Regions from separate parts of the Pan troglodytes genome. Here region 1 is linked to region 2. Evidence: chromatin contacts called from public capture Hi-C data. All regions are on one chromosome and are shown on one strand. The core of a region is the stretch at or near the end of the contact, and the rest is flanking DNA. Distances in the headings are between cores, read along the strand shown. Region 1 overlaps DNMT1 (DNA methyltransferase 1). Region 2 overlaps DNMT1 (DNA methyltransferase 1).

Region 1 (6,683 bases), core at 2,058-4,557, 47 kb after region 2:
GAGCAGGCGTTCAAGACCAGTCTGGCCAACATGGTGAAACCCCATCTCTACTAATAATATAAAAATTAGCTGGGCATGGTGGTGCGTGCCTGTAGTTCCAGCTACTTGGGAGGCTGAGGCAGGAGAACAGCTTGAATCCGGGAGGCAGAGGTCACAGTGAGCCGAGATCGTGCCATTGCACTCTAGCCTGGGCGACAGAGTGAGACTCTGTCTCAAAAAACAAAAACAACAACAAAAAAAACACCACCACCACCCAACTATTAGCAGCAAATTAGTGCTGACATTTAACAAGAATATCCAAATTATCTTTGAAACTTCATGGGAAAAAATGCAAAATCCATTTAAAGAAAACAAATTTCTTTTTATGAGCCACAAAGTGTGTCAGTCAGACTTGGTAATAAGAAAAATTTTAAGGTGGAGATTACCTTTTCTGTTAAGCTGTCTCTTTCCAAATCTTTGAGCCTGGGAGGAAGAAATAGGGGAGAAAATACAAACACTTGTTAAGCAACTTCATTTGCCTGTAAGAATATCACAGTTCTAAAGAAGTTTTGGACACAAACAAGTTTAACATATGAGTGTTAGAAAAAACTAAGCTGGCTTTTGTCTCCCCGCAGGAGTCTAGAGTGTCCTACTGGAATGCCTAATGCTAAGAAGTCATCTGATCTGAACAAGGTTCCCCTTTTGGGGGTCGTTTTTCTGATGATTGTGAGATTACATAGCAGCTCTGTAACAGAATTATGTGTGTGTGTGTGTGTATATATATACACACATATATGTGTATATATATGTGTATATATACACACTGTATATATACACACATATATGTGTATATATATGTGTATATATACACACACACACAGCAGCTCTGTAACAGAATATGTGTGTGTATATATGTATGTATATATGTGTATATATATACACACACATATATACATACATACATATACATTATACAGATAGATAGACAGACAGACAGACATGGAGTCTCGCTCTGTTGCCCAGGCTGGAGTGCAGTGGTGCGATCTCAGCTCACTGCAACCCTCACCTTCTGGGTTCAAGTGATTCTCTCACCTCAGCCTCCCAAGTAGCTGGGATTATAGGCACCACCAGCCTCGTTAATTTTTTGTATTTTGAGTAGAGACAGGGTTTCACCATGTTGGTCGAGCTGGTCTTAGATTCCTGACCCCAAGTGATCCGCCTGCCTCAGTCTCCTGAAGTGCTAGGATTACAGGCATGAGCCACCATGTCTGGCATGCATATATATATATACACGTGTATATGTGTGTACATATACGTATATATGTGTACATATACGTATATATGTGTACATATACGTGTATATATGTGTACATATACGTATATATGTGTACATATGTGTGTATATATATACCCGCATATATGTGTGTGTGTGTATATATATATATATATATTTTTTTTTTTTTTTTTTTTTTTTTTTTTGAGATAGGGTTTTGCTCTTGTTGCCCAGGCTGGAGTGCAATGGTGTGATCTCAGCTCAACCTCCGACTCCCAGGTTCAAGCAATTCTCCTGGCTCAGCCTCCCGAGTAGCTGGGATTACAGGCATGCACCACCACACCCAGCTAATTTTATATTTTTAGCAGAGACAGGGTTTCTCCGTGTTGGTCAGGCTGGTTTCGAACTCCCGACCTCAGGCGATCCACCTGCCTCAGCCTCCCAAAGTGCTGGGATTACAGGCATGAGCCATCATGCCCAGCCTGTATATTTTAAAAGGTACCAGGGACCAGGCATGGTGGCTCACGCTTATAATCCCAGCACTTTGGGAGGCCAAGGCGAGCGGATCACTTGAGCCCAGGCGTTCAGACCAGCCTGGGCAACATGGCAAAACTCCGTCTCTACAAAAATACAAAAATTAGTGGCTGGGCGTGGTGGCTGATGCCTGTAATCCCAACATACAGCAGCAGTTGGGTGGATTACCTGAGGGCCGAGGTGGGTGGATTACCTGAGGTCAAGGGTTTGAGACCAGCCTGGCCAACATGGCGAAACCCCATCTCTACTAAAAATACAAAAATTAGCCAGGCGTGGTGGTGGGTGGCTGTAATCCCAGCAACTTGGGAGGCTGAGGCAGGAGAATCACTTGAACCCGGGAGGCAGAGGTTGCAGTGAGCTGGTCACACCATTGCACTCTAGCCTGGGCAACAAGAGTGAAACTCTGTCTCAAAATAAAATAAAATAAAAATAACTGGGTTTGGTGGCATATGCTTGTGGTCCCAGTTACTTGGGAGGCTGAGGAAGGAAGATCACCTGAGCCCGGGAGGTCGAGGCCACAGTGAGCCGTGATTGCATCACTGCACTCCAATCTAGGAGACAGAGTGAGACCCTGACTCAAAAAGATACCAGGAAAGAGGGGGCAGGTCATATAGTTGGGGCCCTTCCGTAAGGGAAATGACCTACAGCTGGTCTTTCTCCAGTTGGGTCTGACAACAGCCCATAACAAGGTGTGCCACAGTATGGCCAGTGTCAGAATGAGTAGCCCAGGGCCACAGGACACTGTGGGGAACAGCCAGCTGATGTTCCTAAAGGCCTGGTGGGGGGTGGTGGCATTTTAATGAGGATGAAATGGGGGAGTCAAGCATCCAGGGAAGCAAGGGGTACCCACACAGAGGGCAGATAGAGGTGAAGTTAGAGGAGGTGGCTGGCGCCTCCCCGAATAACTCATTCTTCAGGATGTCTCTAGCTAGTCATTCCTAAATGTAGAACTGCCAGGAGTTTGCCTGGGAAATCGTGGTCTGATTTGATTACTGACAATTAGTGGCTTGACTCTTTCAGGGACAAAGAGGGAAAAAAATAAAAGAACAATAGCCGGTGCAGTGCTGCGGTGCTGCGTGCCTGTAACCCCAGCTACTCAGGAGGCTGTGGTGGGAGGATGGCTTGTGGGCAGGAGTTCGAGTCCAGCCTGGACAACATAGGGCAATCCTATCTCTTCAGAAAAAAATAAAGGAACAAGAAGAGAAGGTACCAAGGAAAGGGAGAGGAACACAGGCTGTTGTTCCCAGCCTGGGTGCTAACTACAGACTGCGGGGTGAGAACAGGTCTAACCAGCTGGGTAAGTGTCTGTTGGTGGAGAGAAGGTGCCCCAGGCAGGGACCAGGCCACTGCCATCTCTGGACCTTTCCACCTAGCACCCGCACAGACAGGTGCTCAGTTATCATTTGCCTGAAGGGCAGAAGTGGCTCCTCCAGGCTGGCCTTCCTAGAGGGTAAGTGCAGGCAGCAGCATGAGGAATGCTTTGCTGGACCCATGTCTTACAACAGCTGCTCTGGGTCATGCGGGCCCTGATTCCCCACCAGCGCCGCTCACATATGAGCACCTGCTGAATGCCAGGCCCTGCTCCAGGCAATGAGCTAAGTGATTAGATGTAGGTGTCACTAGGCAGGGACTTCCTGACTTGCTGTGTGGTTAGGAAAGACCATTCTGTAGGGCCGGGCACGGTGGCTCACGCCTGTAATCCCAGCACTTTGGAAGGCTGAGGTGGGCGGATCATGAGGTCAGGAGATGGAGACCATCCTGGCTAACACAGTGAAACCCCGCCTCTACTAAAAATACAAAAAATTAGCCAGGCGTGGTGGTGGGCGCCCGTAGTCCCAGCTATTCAGGAGGCTGAGGCAGAAGAATGGCGTGAACCCGGGAGGTGAAGCTTGCAGTGAGCCAAGATCATGCCACTGCACTCCAGCCTGGGCAACAGAGCAAAACTCTGTCTCAAAAAAAAAAAAAAAAAAAAAGACTGCTCTGTAGAAGAGACACTTAGCACCCTACAAACACAGTGGTAATATAGACTGTATATTATATATACTGTATCACTTGGACTCAAGGTGCTACAAGGCCAGGCAAGACGCAGTAGCTCATGCCTGTAATCCCAGCACTTTGGGAGGCCAAGGCAGGAGGATCACTTGAGGTCAGGAGTTTGAGACCAGCCTGGGCTACACTGAGAGATCCCGTCTCTACAAAAAAAATGTAAAAATTAGCTGGGTGTGGTTAGTGTGCACCTGTGGTACCAGCTACTTGAGAGGCTGAGATGGGAGGATCGCTTGAGCCTGGGAGGTTGAGGCTGCAGTGAGTTATGATGGTACCACTGCAATCCAGCCTGTTCAGCCTGGGCAACAGAACAAGACCCTGTCTCAAAAGAAAAAAAAAAAAAAAAAAAAAAAAGATGCTTTGACATCAGGATTTCCAGGAGCACAAGGAACCTCTTCCAGGCAAAAGTCATTCTACCCTTGTAGCACCTGGGGTCCAAGGAGAGCCTTAAGTCAGGAGGGCTACAGACACTGGTACTTCCAGCCAGAGGCACACACGCTGTGGTAATAGCGTTACACTTGACTTCTCAGTCACGCCGCTGAGAAAACTGGAAGGACATGGCTTCTACCTCTACCAAGCCAGCCAGTCTCCTGATCCTGAGGTTGCCTGGGGTGTGAAGGACAAGGTTCAACTGATTGAGGAGACCAAGGTGTCCCTGCAGAATGGGTCTGCTTTCTTTCAGCCCCTCATATGAACTGGGATATTTAGCCTGGCAAAGAGAATAGAGAAACCTTCAAAACCCCTAGAATGTCTCATCCAGTAGAAACCGGATTTAACCTGCCTGGCCCCAGAGTGGCAGGTGGGATCCCAGGCAGGCAGTGAGGAGCTGGCGGGAGGGTCACTTTAGCGACATCCCTTCCCTGGTAAAACTGTGATGACACCGATCACACCTGCTGAAGCCAGGAGGGTCGCAGACAGCCGTGAAGGACGGAGCAGAGGACTCAGAATGCCGGCTTAGTGCCCAGCCTGAGACCCTATGATTCCTTCCTAGTGCTTCCCTCAGAGATGAACCCTCCGCAGAGGGGAGATAAGATATATATAAACAGCTGGCCAGGCGCGGTGGCTCATGCCTGTAATCCCAGCACTTTGGGAGGCCGAGGCGGGCGGATCACCTGAGGTCAGGAGTTCGAGACCAGCCTGACCAACATGAAGAAACTTCGTCTCTACTAAAAATCCAGAATCAGCCAGGCATGGTGGCACATGCCTATAATCCCAGCTACTCAGGAGGCTGAGGCAGGAGAATCGCTTGAACCCGGGAGGTGGAGGCTGCGGTAAGCCAAGGTCACGTCATTGCACTCCAGCCTGGACAACAAGCGTGAAACTCCGTCTCAAAAAAAAAAAAAAAAAAAAAAAGATATATATAAACAACCACAGAGGAATAAGGCAAATACAGCTCACGCCTGCCTGCGGGATTCCCAAGAGAAAGGGTATAACAGCCTCAGGAAGAAGTTGACAGCTCTGTGTGAACCGGGCACAGGAAGCTGCTCAAACAGGGGCACCATTGAGAAGTGGCTGGTTCTGGAAACACACAAGAAACAAACACGAGACTGGCCACATACAGGGAGGGAAAGGCACCTCCAGAGAGGTGGCTGGGGACAGTCGGAGGGAGGGCAAAAGCATCACACTTATCAATCTTGTTCCATAGTTAACAAACCACCAAAGCAGTCAAGGGGAAGTAGAACCAATGACATCAGAGCCATGTTAAGAAAACTAACCCAGCAGAGGTATCTAGTATAGATTGGATAGGAAGAAATTATAAAATGTTAGATTACCCTAACACCTCTACGCCAGAAATGCTCGTCTGAAATACAGCAGACCATGGCTGGGCGCAGTGGCTCATGCCTGTAATCTCTACACTCGGGAAGCCAGGACAGGAAGATCACTTGAGCCCAGGAATTCGAGACTAGCCTGGGCAACAGAGCGAGACCCTGTCTCTACAAGGAAGAATAATTAGCTGGCTGTGGTAGCATGCACCTATAGTCTTAGCTACTCGGGAGGCAGAGGCGGGAGGATCACTAGAGCTCAGGAATTTGTGACCAGCCTGGGCAATACAGTGAGACCCTCTCTCTACAAGAAAACAGTAATTAGCTGGGTATGATAGCATGCACCTGTACTCCTAGCTGCTCAGGAGGCCGAGGCGGAAGGATCACTAGAGCCCAGGAATTTGAGACCAGCCTGGGCAACACAGCGAGACCCTGTCTCTACAAAAAATAGTAATTAGCTGGGTGTGGTGGCATGCACCTATAGTCTTAGCTACTCAGGAGGCTGAGGCGGGAGAATCACTAGAGCCCAGGAATTCAAGACCAGCCTGAGCAACACAGCGAGACCCTGTCTCTACAAAAAATAGTAATTAGTAATTAGCTGGGTGTGCTAGCATGTGCCTATAGGCCTAGCTACTCGGGAAGCCGAAGCGGGAGGATCAATAGAGCTCAGGAATTCGAGACCAGCCTGGGCAACACAGCAGAGACCCTGCCTAAACAAAAAATAGTAATTAGCTTGGTGTGGCAGCATGCACCTGTGGTCCTAGCTACTCAGGAGACTGAGGCAGGAGGATCACTAGAGCCCAGTGAGCTATAATTGTGCCGCTGCATTCCAGCCTGGGTGACACAGCAAGACCTTGTCTCTAAAAATAAAATGTAGCGGACCATGCAAGACAAGTTACAAGTCTCTGTCAAACCAGCTTCTTCAGGCCGGCTGCATGGCAGCTGGAGCAGGGCTGCCCAAGAAGGCATCCACAGTAGGCAAAAGAGTAGACCCACTGGGCACAGTGGCTCATGCCTGTAATCCCAGCACTTTGGGAGGCTGAAGCGGGTAGATCACCTGAGCTCAGGAGTTCAAGACCAGCCTGGGC
Region 2 (6,337 bases), core at 3,724-6,223:
CTCACATGACTCAGTTCTGAACAAACAGACAGACACACGGAGTGTCTAGCTTCAAACGTGCTAGCTTCAAACTCCATGTGGGTCGCCTTCAGCATGGAAGAGCTTACTCCTGTCTGACCTCAGCCAGAAGTCCCGTGCAAATCACGAATACCCACCCAGGGTGGTTTATAGGAGAGATTTATTTGAAGAAATATTACAACATATAAAAACTACATAAAGTCTTAATTTCCACTCATACAGTGGTAGATTTGATATAATGCATAATAAAAAACTTTTAAAATCCAGAATGCACAAAGTACTGCACAATTTGATCACTAAATCATTAGTTGATAAGCGAACCTCACACAACAGCTTCATGTCAGCCAAGGCCACAAACACCATGTACCACACATGTGAACGGACAGATTGACATGTTAAAAACACAACATCAGTGCATGTTGGGGATTCCTGGTGCCAGAAACAGGGGTGACGGGAGGGCAGAACTAGTCCTTAGCAGCTTCCTCCTCCTTTATTTTAGCTGAAGGGAAATAAAAGGAAAAGTCACTCTGGGGAACACGCCCGGTGTCACGCCACTTGACAGGTGAGTAACAGACATGGACCGTCAGGAAACGTTAACGTACTGATGTTAACAGCCGACCCAATAAGTGGCAGAGTGCTAAGGGAACGTTCACGGAGACTGAACACTCCTCAAACGGTTCCCAGAGGTTTCTAGACCCAGAGGCTCAAGTGAGCAGCTGAGGCAGGTGCCTGCTGAGCCAAATTCACCGAGCAGGAGTGAGGGAAACGGCCCCAGGGCCAGCCCAGCAGCCAACCTGACCAAAGGCCTGCTGTGTGCAGCACGCCTGCTCTAAGCACTCGACACGTGCAACTCACTCAATCCTCACAGCAGCCCCTTGAGAAAGATGGGGCCACGAACGTGGGTAGGTGACCCGCCTGAGTCCCAGAGCCCAAAGCGGTGGCCAGCAACTGCCCCCACATGTACCCCCAGAGGGCAGTCAGGCCCCAGAGGAAGCCTGGCCCACCCCACCATACCTGAGGCACTCTCTCGGGCTTTGGCCAACATACAAAGCTTGATCTCCAAGCCAATGGCTTTGGCCAGGGGCGGTGGCACGGCGTTGCCCACCTGCGGGAGGGGAGAAGGGCAATGCCTGATGTGGACACCCAGGCCCAAGGCCCGGGGGCAGGTGTACTGCCAGCCCCTGCTCAGATGGAGAACAACCTGGGCATTGCACCCCTTGGGGAAGGGTTCTGGTCCTGCTCACATGGGCCCAAAACCCTTCCAACACAAGATCCCTGGACCCTCCAACTGGCCCATCATCCCGCCCCACAGCCACAAGTCACTGGGCCTTTGAAGAGCTTCAGAAAGACTTGAGACAAAGACACGTGGGGCTGGGAGCAGTGGCTCATGCCTGTAATCCCAGCACTTTGGGAGGCCAAGGCGGGTGGATTAGTTGAGGCCAGGAGTTCGAGAGCAGCCTCGCCAACATGGTGAAACCCCGTCTCTACTAAAAGTACAAAAACTAATTAGCTGGGCATTGTGGCACATGCCTGTAATCCCAGCTACTCAGGAGGCTGAGGCAGGAGAATCACTTGAACCCTGGAGGTGGAGGTTGCAGTGGGCAGAGATCATGTCACTGCACTCCAGCCTAGGGGACAGAGTGAGACCCTGTCTCAGAAAAAAAAAAAAAAAAAAAAAAAAAAAAGACAAATGGGCCACCTAGACATGTTTAGCTCCCAGTTAAGAATGGCTGCTTCCCTGGCCGGCGCAGTGGCTCATGCCTGTAATCCCAGCACTTTGGGAGGCCGAGGCAGGCGGATCACCTGAGGTCAAGAGTTCGGGACCAGCCTGGCCAACATGGTGAAACCCCATCTCTACTAAAAATACAAAAATTAGCCGGGTGTGGTAGCACATGACTGTAATCCCAGCTACTCAAGAGGCTGAGGCAGGAGAATCACTTAAAACCAGGGGGGTGGAAGTTGCGGTGAGCTGAGATCACGCCACTTCACTCCAGCCTGGGCGAAAGAACAAAGCTCCATCTCAAAAAAAAAAGAGAGTGGCTGCTTCCCGAGAACCAGATTCGGGGGGAGGGGTGAAATGTGGTTTTCACAAGAACCGTGGACACTGGTTTTTAAGCAATGCGCGTGCCCTATGTTGATGAAAATACACTTAACTAAGACTAACTCATAGACTAACTCGTTAAGCCAACCCGACACCTGAGAAGCAGGTAGGAATTAAGGTGCTAGTTCATTTGAACCTACAGCGAGTGAGCTGTCGCCACCATGGGTTTTAGCCTGCTCCTTTAGCGCGACGGACTGTCCTTCTGGCTCAATCTCTGCCTCAAAAACAAACAGTAAGGAACCAGCATAGGGACGCAGCCTGACTCGGATGTCTCAGCACTGTCCCTCCTGTGGGCCGTCTTCCCACTGAGAGTGCTGGGGCTAGCCGGCAGCCAGCAGGCATCCTCCCGGAAGTGACTGCGCTGGCCCCAGCCCCACCTGGTGACAGGCACAGAAGCCTCCTTCCTGTCCAGACCCAGCGGGCGCCACCCCACTGACCTGCCGGTGCTTGTCCAGGATGTTGCCGAAGAGCCGGTAGGTGTCAGGGAAGCCCTGGGAGCGGGCACACTCCCGCACGCTCACCACACGGTGCTGCTCTGGGTGGAGCACGCGGCCCTGGGGGAAAGAGGCGCGGTGGGCGAGGGCAGTAGCACCCAGGCCGGGTCACCGTCGGGGACAGGGAGGGAAATGGCACTGTGGCAGCATCCGGCCATGGCCTTGGCCTATGAGCTTGTCCCGTGGACATGGAGGGGCAGGAGGCAGAGGCCAGGTGCCTGGGGTCCTGGGGTGCTGTCCCCCACTTGGCTAAACCCACACTTCCACTTAGTTAGGCCACCAAGTACAGGGCCTGACCCAGGCCCTCGGATGCCCCCTCCCCACCTACCTGCTTGCCCATGGGCTCGGGGTTGGTGACGGTTGTGCTGAAGAAGCCGTCCCACTCGAGCCTTCCATAGAGGCCAGCCCAGTGGTTGTGCCGGTTCCCGGTGTGGGGCAGGCACCAGGGGATGAGGGTGTTGAACTGCCTGGCTGCGGGGTCGCAGGCTTTGCCGGCTGGAAGACAGGACAGTGATGAGGCTGCAGTTGTGGGATGGGGTATAGGCTTGGGACAGTGGCTCTTAAGAGCTTTGGGAGGCAGAGATGGCACCTCCTGTGCAAGGGGCCCCCTGGGGTGGAGCAGCCAACAATCCTCGTTCTCTGGGCACTGTTTTTATTATTAGTACTATATGTCTCGCTCTGTTGCCCAGGCTGGAGTGCAATGGCATGATCTTGGCTCACTGCAACCTCTGCCTATGGGGTTCAAGCGATTCTCCTGCCTCAGCCTCCCAAATAGCTGGGATTATAGGCGTGCGACACCACGCCTGGCTAATTTTTGTAGTTTTAATAGAGATGGGGTTTCACCATGTTGGGCAGGCTGATCTCGAGCTCCTGATCTCAAGTGATCTGCCTGCCTTGGCCTCCCAAAGTGCTGGGATTACAGAGGTGAGCCATCGTGCCTGACCTGCTTTTATTATTTATTTACTGTTTTTTTTTTTTCTTTTTAGAGACAGGGTCTCACTCTGTCTCCCAGGCTGGAGTGCAATGGCACAATCACAGCTCACTGTAGCCTCCTCAACCTCCCAGGCTCAAGTGATCCTCCCGCCTTGGTTTCCCAAAGTGTTGGGATTATAGGTGTGGGTCATGAACCCAGCCTGCTTTTACTACTCAACATGGTCAGCAGCTACCTTCTCTGGGACACCCAGGCTTGGTGTGTCTGTGCCCTGCCCTGGCCTCCAGGTTCACAGGCCAAAGGCCCAGGGCTCTGCCTTCCTTCCCCTCAGCCCACCGGGAACCACAACCTACAGGCCCCACCTTCCACGCAGGAGCAGACCCCACGGAGGGCCCCAGAGCTGCTGCGGCCGTTCTTCCTGTCATGGTGGGTATACCGCAGCTTCCTGGCCATGGTGCCGTCCGAGAGCCGCACCTCAATGTTGGGCAGATCGCGCCAGTCTGACCCTGGGGCCAAGGGGATGTGCCGCATGCGGGCGGCCACCAATGCACTCATGTCCTGAAAGAGTGTGGGGGGCCCAGCTGTCACCTCATGTGAGCAGCATCCAAGCATCCATGGTGGGCTGGGTGCTGGGAACACCATGGTGACCAGGAAGCCCCCTGGGGCTCACGCCCATCGGGAAAGAGACAGTCAGGGATATCGCACTTGGCTCGAGGCCATGGCAGGGACCGGAGGCAGCGCAGGTGTAGGAGAGCGTGGGAATCTAAGCGGAGCCTTTAGGGTGGGGGAAGGGGAGTGGTGCCAGGGGATGGTGAAAGGGCTGGTCTTGGCATCTTGGGAAAACATGCAGGGAGAGGCAGCAAGGGGGAAGGCAGTGGTGGGTGGGCAGTGGCTTGACACCATTCCAGACCAAGTCCAGGACTGCGGGAGCTCTGACACTTCCCATGACCATGCAAGAGAGGCCAGGGGTCACACAAAGGCTGAGGACTCGGGAGGAGGAGCCTGGGATCAGATTCCATGTCTCCCGAGTCTTGGGCAGGCTGACTGTTCCCACGAGGCTGCTGGGCTGGGCCTCGAGGAGGAGCCGCTCTGTCGGGGTGCCATTACCTTACAGATGTGGTCCCTGAGGATGGGCTGGTACTGTGCGCCCCGGAGCTGCCTCTGGAACCAGGACTGAGGCTCCCCGTTGTAGGAGATCTCCAGTGCCGAGGCTCCATTCCGCACCTCCGGCAGGTCGGACATCGTGTCTCGCACCGTGATGGTCCGGAAAGGACCCGAGCTCAACCTGCAACAGAGGAGGAGGTCAACACCTCTGGAGATGCACGCAGCAGCTGTCCCCTCGTCACAGGTGCCACCCCCTGCCTGCTCAGATGGCCTTCTCCCGAGATCACAGCACTGCCCGAGGTCACATGGGTGGCAGTGTGCCTGGATGCCATCTGGAAGGGGGGATGGGGCTATGGCGTGGGCTTTGTGGATGACCACAGCCAAGCATGCGGCCGGCCGCTCTGCACATGCTATCTACTAGGGAAGCAGATGATGCAGGGTCAGAACTGGAGACCACAGGTGGCAGAGTGCCATGTGGCAGAGCACTGTGTGGCAGGGCAGATGCTGTACCATCCTCTCCTCCCCAAGCCTCACCAGGGAGCACTCACGGGCCCCATGAGCTACTGAGGCCTGCTCGGCAGTGTGTGGAGGAGCGACGGGGGCCACCTACCTGGTTATGTTGCTCACAAACTTCTTGTCATCCACCACCACACTCAGCTGGCAGGCCCGGGGAGCAAACACGTGCAGTGGCTCCGGGAACAGAGGAAGCTTCTCTCCAGGGGCCGCGGCCAGGATGATGGCCCGCCTCCGTGTCTGGGCCACGCCGTACTGACCGGCCTGTGGGGGAGAAGGACAGACAACCCCACCGTCAGTGGGACACTCCCAACTGGACTGTCCAGACCCAGGCCCAGGGTCAGCAGCCTGTGTCGGGAGTGGCTGGCCAATGCGGAGCGCGCTTGCGGAAATCCCCAGTTACCTCAGCAGGCGTGCTCCTGGTCAGAGGAGTTTGGAGCAGATAAAGAACAAAAGCAGCTGAGCCCAGGGGGCAGCCACTGGGGAAGGTGGGAGCGAACCCTGCGGGGAAGTCCGGCCAGCTCTGAAAGCACTGCAAGGGCCCCAAGGTCTTAGCACTCGGGGAGAACACTGGAGACCAGGAGCCCTGTCGCTTCCCTGATGGCTGTGGTCACAAGGACAGAGAACGTGGCTGCAACAAGTCTTGTCTGGTGAGCCTGAGTCGCCCTGAGGCTGAGCTAGGGGACCGGGTAGCCAAGTGCTTGCCCGCTTAGGCAGACATCCTGTGCTAGCATCTGGATAGCTGTTTCATTTTTAATTATGCCCTCAATTGCTGAGCTGATACAGAGAGGATGGGGGATGCTTTTCAGATAAGGCCTGGGCCCCACAGACTATGTCCATCCCTGTCCCTGCAGACACAGCCACGTGGAGTGCAACCCTCGGCCATCTGTGGGGGTTTGTGTGCGCAGTTACCCAGAGCAAAACTGTCTTTTAAACCAATCGAACAGCTGCCGCCTACACATGGCTCTGCGTACCTCACTTCCCCTCCCCCTCTGTGCAGACTCAGCCATTCCACAGTGCTCCATGGTGGGCTGCTCACCCTTCCCCATCGAGGGAAAGGAGCCAGGAGCTGCATGGCGAGAAGCCCATTGTAGCCAGCCCTCCCAGGTATGTTCGAGAACACAGCTCAAGAGACACTAGCGGTGGACTTGCTGGGGGCCGGCTGAGCACGCATCT

Evidence for each region. Capture Hi-C pulls out chosen DNA fragments and counts their contacts.
Region 1: a contact with region 2 is called in a capture Hi-C map of stem cell-derived neural stem cells, with 2.9 times the contacts expected there. The contact joins two enhancer-like sites. A contact is called at or near these places in 3 of 7 Hi-C or Micro-C datasets (induced pluripotent stem cells and stem cell-derived neural progenitor cells) and 1 of 1 other capture datasets (stem cell-derived neural stem cells).

Annotation. Positions count from the first base shown.
Region 1 is chr20:12,906,669-12,913,351 of NHGRI_mPanTro3-v2.0_pri, forward strand. DNMT1 (DNA methyltransferase 1) reads right to left here. Exons shown (of 40, transcript XM_009434668.2): 2 at 426-462. Among named protein-coding and RNA genes, the nearest start is that of DNMT1, 10 kb to the right of the region's middle. Within about 2 kb of position 3,308, at least 1 of the 24 cell types and tissues checked has an H3K27ac peak or open chromatin away from gene starts, as enhancers often do. A contact at or near this core is called in stem cell-derived neural stem cells, where this site is marked.
Region 2 is chr20:12,857,853-12,864,189 of NHGRI_mPanTro3-v2.0_pri, forward strand. DNMT1 (DNA methyltransferase 1) reads right to left here. Exons shown (of 40, transcript XM_009434668.2): 34 at 5,259-5,425; 35 at 4,652-4,829; 36 at 3,898-4,102; 37 at 2,942-3,108; 38 at 2,557-2,673; 39 at 1,033-1,123; 40 at 162-517. The coding sequence ends at 483. Among named protein-coding and RNA genes, the nearest start is that of EIF3G, 16 kb to the left of the region's middle. Within about 2 kb of position 4,974, at least 7 of the 24 cell types and tissues checked have an H3K27ac peak or open chromatin away from gene starts, as enhancers often do. A contact at or near this core is called in stem cell-derived neural stem cells, where this site is marked.